Linked DNA regions of Mus musculus: region 1 is linked to region 2. Evidence: chromatin contacts called from public HiChIP or PLAC-seq data. All regions are on one chromosome and are shown on one strand. Each heading gives the region's core, a stretch centred on a gene start, on an enhancer-like site or on the middle of the called end of the contact. The rest is flanking DNA. Distances are from core to core; before and after follow the strand shown. Region 1 holds the start of Rrn3 (RRN3 RNA polymerase I transcription factor homolog (yeast)). Region 2 holds the start of Pla2g10 (phospholipase A2, group X).

Evidence for each region. HiChIP or PLAC-seq counts read pairs in DNA pulled down with a chosen protein or histone mark.
Region 1: an H3K27ac HiChIP or PLAC-seq map of embryonic stem cells shows a contact between it and region 2, with 18 read pairs. The contact joins the promoter of Rrn3 here to the promoter of Pla2g10 in region 2. A contact is called at or near these places in 15 of 39 promoter capture datasets (the 3T3-L1 cell line, 3T3-L1-derived adipocytes, cranial neural crest and 8 more), 2 of 15 datasets of contacts at CTCF or cohesin (both in embryonic stem cells), 38 of 484 Hi-C or Micro-C datasets (the N1E-115 cell line, differentiating embryonic stem cells, embryonic stem cells and 3 more), 20 of 115 datasets of contacts at active chromatin or transcription factors (the SCID.adh cell line, bone marrow-derived macrophages, embryonic stem cells and 3 more) and 3 of 9 other capture datasets (adipose tissue, liver and pancreatic islet).

What each region holds. Positions count from the first base shown.
Region 1 is chr16:13,779,330-13,782,029 of GRCm38.p6, reverse strand. It overlaps Rrn3 (RRN3 RNA polymerase I transcription factor homolog (yeast)), which reads right to left and starts at 1,331. Exons shown (of 18, transcript NM_001039521.1): 1 at 1,191-1,331; 2 at 1-37. The coding sequence starts at 1,273. It also overlaps the pseudogene Gm6354.
Region 2 is chr16:13,729,061-13,731,760 of GRCm38.p6, reverse strand. It overlaps Pla2g10 (phospholipase A2, group X), which reads left to right and starts at 1,277. Exons shown (of 4, transcript NM_011987.4): 1 at 1,277-1,404. The coding sequence starts at 1,350. Pla2g10os (phospholipase A2, group X, opposite strand) reads right to left here and starts at 1,925. Exons shown (of 3, transcript NR_040574.1): 1 at 1,842-1,925.

The DNA.
Region 1 (2,700 bases), core at 82-2,581, 50 kb before region 2:
GAAGAAATCGCTCTCTAACGCGAGCATATCGGAAAGCCTGAAGAACCAGGAAGACCAGTTATCAAATTCATGACAGAGAATGACGGCAGGGAGCATGGCTGAGCCAACATCATTTTGTGTGATGAGGCTTAAGTTTCTCAAATGATATCCCTCCTTCCAACCTTCTCTCCCAGGAAGCCACTCTTCCCTCAGTAAATCTGTCTCAGAAGCTGTGGCAGAATCCAACCTAGGCTACATAATGAGATCTTATTAAGAGTAAGGGAAGGAAAAGAAACTCCATATTCCCACATTAACCCTGTAAGATCCTGTTTAACCAGCCACCTTTCCTAACCCTGATCTCATGATACAATCATTTGTTAAAAGCGTGATGTCCTTTCTATTCCTCAAATTTGTCAAGCTGATTCCCATTTCACCTGCTACTCGCTGTTAGAAACACTCTTCCCAAGGTTGGAGTTCAAATGTCAGAGGCCCTCTCCACCAGAACCTCATACACTCACGCTTTATCCTGGAACGTTGTAGTTCTTCATAGCATTTACTGATACCTGAAACTATCTTATCCATGTATTGCCGCCGCCCCCCCACCCCACTGCCCCGCCTCCGGCTCTGCTGGGTATGGGTTAGTGTCTGGATAAGCTGCTGTCCCCAGTGCCTTAACACAGAGTATACACACTTTATTAACAATTGTCAGTACTATGCTAAGTGCTTTACAAGGTTTACTTCGTTTAAACAAGAGAATCAGACAAAATCTAAAGGTTAGATTCCAAATGTTTTATAGGGATAGGTATTTTAAAATGTTGGGCAAAAAGGACTGCTTATATAATATACGGTTCCACTATGCTACTGCTTGCTTCTACAGAAACAAATTTCAAACAAAATTTTTGGAATTCGATAGGTCACCAGTGACAGCTTTCCCCTAGATATCCAAAACCCTGGAAATGCCGCCCATGTCTTGGCCAAGAGAGGGAAGAGGAAAGGCACGGAAGATTAGCCTAGAGTCCCACAAGGGTGCCCCAAGAGTGAGTGGGAAACAATGGAACAGACAAGGCTCGCCCGGGCAGAGGGGACCCGAGGGAACCAGAGGCTCCTGCGTGCCCGAGCCGAGCCCGCACGCCCGGCCCCCTCGGCACATGCGGAGAGCTCTCAGCGGGCTCGAGCCCCGCACCCGCAGGCGGAGGCCGCCCGGATCTTACCCAGTCCGCGACGCACTCAGCGTGGCAGAGGCCGCTGCCGTCACATCGCCCGACAAGCGCGTGTGAAGCAGCGGGGCCGCCATTCGGCCTGAACTGAGCGAACGCCCGGCCTTGCGCCGGAAGCCACGACCTACCCGCCCCGGAAGTGGCGCTGCAGAAGGCAGCCCCTTGCGGGACGCGGCCCACGTGAGCAGAGCGTAAGGATCGCAGCAAGAAGGCGGGTAGGCTTGCGTCTGACCTTAACCGGCCTGAAGCTTTCCTAGAAATAGGCTGGCACAGCTTGGCGGGGCAATCGGTGGCCGCATTCCTCAGAAACTCCTTCAAAAAGAAGCTTGTCTTAGAGGCGTGTGCACGTGACCTTGGCGCTCAGGAGGTGGAGGCGGGAGGATAAAAGGAGTTCAAAGCGGGTTTCCTTCTGGGAAGTGAGTGGAGGAGGAAGGTCAGCTGGGTGCTTTCTCTGCCTCTCTGACCTAGCAGGCTTGCACCCCAGCATCTGGCCCCTGAGTCTTCATTGGTAAAATCGAACGGCTGGGATTTTTTTGGTTTTCAAACAACATGTTGGCTCTCTTAACTTTTGGCAAGACTCCGAGGGACACTGAGAGATCACTCCTGCTGAGGACAACCTGAGAAGCCATCAGATTTGGTCCCGTGCATCAAGCCAGAAGCAGCCACAGGGATGGCTGTGTTTCTCATGACCCCACACAAGAAGACCACCATCTTCACTGAGGCCAAGGAGTCAAGCTTGGTGTTGGCACTCAAGCGCATCATTGAGGGCATCATGAAGAGGCCTCCTGAGGAGAGCTGCTGTTCAAGGACAACCAGCTCCTTGATGAGAAAACTCTGGGGGAATGTGGCTTCACTAGTCAGGTAGCAAAGCCACAGGCCCCAGCCACAGTGGGCCTGGCCTTCAGAGCAGAAGATGCCTTTGAAGGCCTGCCTATCTACCCCAATTCTTGTCCTCCAGAACTTCCAGGTGTGATGAAGGATTCTGGAAATAGTGCTAAGGAACAAGTTGTACAGTGAGGGCCCCAGGCCCACCTCCTAGAGATCCATTCCTCCCCCACCACCACCACCACCAAAAAAAGGGAGTTCAAAGCCAATGGGTAACTATTAGGACCTGGGTTACTCAGGTAAAGAGCCCGGTTTAATGTTAGTAATACAGGCACTGGAGAGGTGGAAATAGAAGGATCCTGTATATCATTTTAGACACATTTTCACACCTTACTCTGTGTGAAACACATATTACACAGTGACCTAGCCAGAAGTGTGGAGACTGGTAAAAAGCCAGAGGGGAGAGTTGGACCGATGTTACCATGGGTAAGAGAACCCAGGCTGGGGAGCTGGGCATGATGGTACATACCTTTAATCTCAGCACAAACAGGCAGATCTCTGAATCTGAGGCTAGTTTATTTAGACTATCGCGTAAGTTCCAGAACAGCCAAGGCAATACAAAAAGAGCTTGTCTTGAAAACAACAAAAGAGGATCCAGGTTCACAACTGTTTCTAACTG
Region 2 (2,700 bases), core at 28-2,527:
ACTTAGAGACCTACTTGCCTCTGCCTCCTGAGTGTTGGGATTAAAGGCATGGACCACCTACTTTTAATACTTAACATTTTAAAATTATTTTAGTGTGTATATATGAACATGATGCATGGGAGGGCACAGTACAAGTCCAGAGGTCAAAGGACAACTGTGTAGAATCAGTTCTCTCCTTCCCCCTTTACATGGGTTTTAGGATCAAACTTAGGTTTCTAGGCTTGTGTGGTTCCCTCTAAGCCATCTCACCATGCCTCTGGCTTCCCAGTTCTCAGACCCTCAGTGTCTCTCTATGACAGTGAATGGGTTGGGGTCCTAGGCGTACAACCTGTGTTGTGAACCTTCAAGCCAGGGAAACCCAATTCACCTTGTCATTTTTTTTTTTTTTTTTCTGGAGATCATTCTTACCCTTACTAGAATTTGTCCATGGAGGGGGGGTGGTTCCAAGGTTTCACTCAGATCAGATATGAAATCTAAACAACAAAAATTATTGACCAATTGAATAGTGCTAGTCTCAGGGGCAAAAAGCAATAATGTGTCCCAATTATCATGCCTTTTCAGTATGAAAAGTAGGCATCAGTTGAGTACACCTCCTTGCTTACACACATTCCCCAGAAGAACCATAACCATCCACAAACGGGAAGCCTGAGGCAGACTGCACGGGATAGATAACTCCCACACGATCCTGCTCGCTCCATTCCAGCCCTTGTGTCGTAAGCGCCCCTCCCCCACCTCTCCGAGGTCTGCCTCATTGTATAGTCCAGGCTGGTTCCGAACTCCTCACGTTCTTCTGACCTAGCTTTCTAGTCCACCACCACCAAGGCTCCAGCTCTTTTTATTAGAAATGGCTGCCTGACTTGGGACAACCCTTGACTACCTCAGTTTCTCGCTTTGTGGTGGTATTAGTGAGGAGATTGTAGAGTGTTAATTGTGACTGCCCCACAGGAGCAGTTACCCGCGTTGTAAAATGTTACAGTAAATTAGAATAACACGGCGAAAATTAGCATACCGTCCCCCTCCCTCCCCCACCCCCACCCCGCATTTTAACTGCAGCGTCAGCAGCATCTTTACACTCTGTGGAGGCATCCCCGAACCTGATCCCCTTTTGGCCTCAGCATTCCATTTGGTGTCTGGATTACTTTTTGGAACTAATCTGCAGAAGTCAGAGACAGTCACTCCTCAAGGCTCCAGGTGACCACTCCTGCTTGACTCCGCCCCACGGAAAGAAGGTGAGGTAGGGGGCGGGGCTGGTGGTGGGGGTCGGCAGGATTGGTGAGTATACTGGCCCTTCTGGTCAGTCCTACACCTGTCACTCTCCTATGTGTGGGCCACCTCTGTGACGGGCAATAATGCTGCTGCTACTGCTGCTGTTGCTGCTGGGACCTGGACCCGGATTCAGCGAAGGTAAGTGAGGACTGACTGGCTTCCTCCTGCCTGGGATTTTTTCCTCACCGCCCCAACTCAACACCTAGTTCCAGCACCCTGAAGCCTTAAAATCCCCAGTCCCTTCATCAGATGCCCACACATCCATCTTCCCAGACACCCAGGAGTCATGTCTTTGATTCCTTCCAGAGCCCTCCACTTAGGCATTTCACTCAGGAACTCAGAAGGGGAAGAGGGGTTGGTCTCAGAGTCCTCCCTTCCTGAACCCCATAGTTACTGCGGTCCTCTCCAGCAGCCTGAAGCTCCTAGCCTCTGATCCTGAGTCATGTGAACTGGCTATCACTTATAGAGGGGGTTTTCCTCACTCACTCCTACTACTCTAGAAAGGCCCCTCTTGGTGATTCTTTAATCCTAGAGTACAATAAAGCATAGAGGCACAGAACCAACCCCGGCCTTACCTGGGTACAGAGGTGCAGGTGTGAAGCCTCTCTCCTCCTGGACAGGCTCACCCAGACCAACATCTCAGATGCCACAGTTGCTCCAAGCAGCACTTGGCCGGCTAGCACACAGCTCAGGGATGCCTAGGACGGCCCACAATGGGCGTAGACCTTGAGCTTTTACAATGCCCTGTGGGTCCTGGCACTGCCATTGGAGGTTGCCCACAGGTAGACAGAGCAAACAGACCCCAGCCTGGCCTGCCCCACCTATGTTGGCATAAAGGGAGTGTTTTCTTTGGTTCCAAACTTAGTGCTGCTGTGTGTCCCTCACCTGGGCCCTTCATGGGCAGTCTTAGCCTCTAAAAGCAGAGAGTGGCTGGGGGTGGGGTAGGGGGAGCTCTGCAGATGGTTTCAGGGTATGGTGTTGGGAGTGGTTAGGCTAGGTGTGTCTCACCTGGACTTGGTGGCTCCTGAGGTCAACAGACCTTTCCTAGAAGCCTTTCCGTGTGCCAGAGCTACTTGAGTCAGAGATCTGTTCTGGAAGAGCAAGCTAGAAGGGCACCCCCAATAAACAGGCAGCAGCATGGGCCATTGGCAGGGTAAGGCAGCAGGGAGCAGGCTGAAGAGAAGGCAGGGGCAGTAGTGTGATGGCCTGACTGGAGGGAAAGCTGGGTTCTGGGGAGGTAGGAAGGCTTCGGGATCTAGCTTGGGATCTCCACTGGGGCTTGGGGGACAGTGAAGCTGGGAGCTACATCCCAAATGGGAACCAAGGAAGGCTCAAGGGAAGTGTGTGGGCTATTAGAAGAGAGCAGACTTATCCAGAGAGGAAAATGTAGCCCAGGCTGGCCTCAAACTTACCATCAAGCCAAGGAGAAGCATC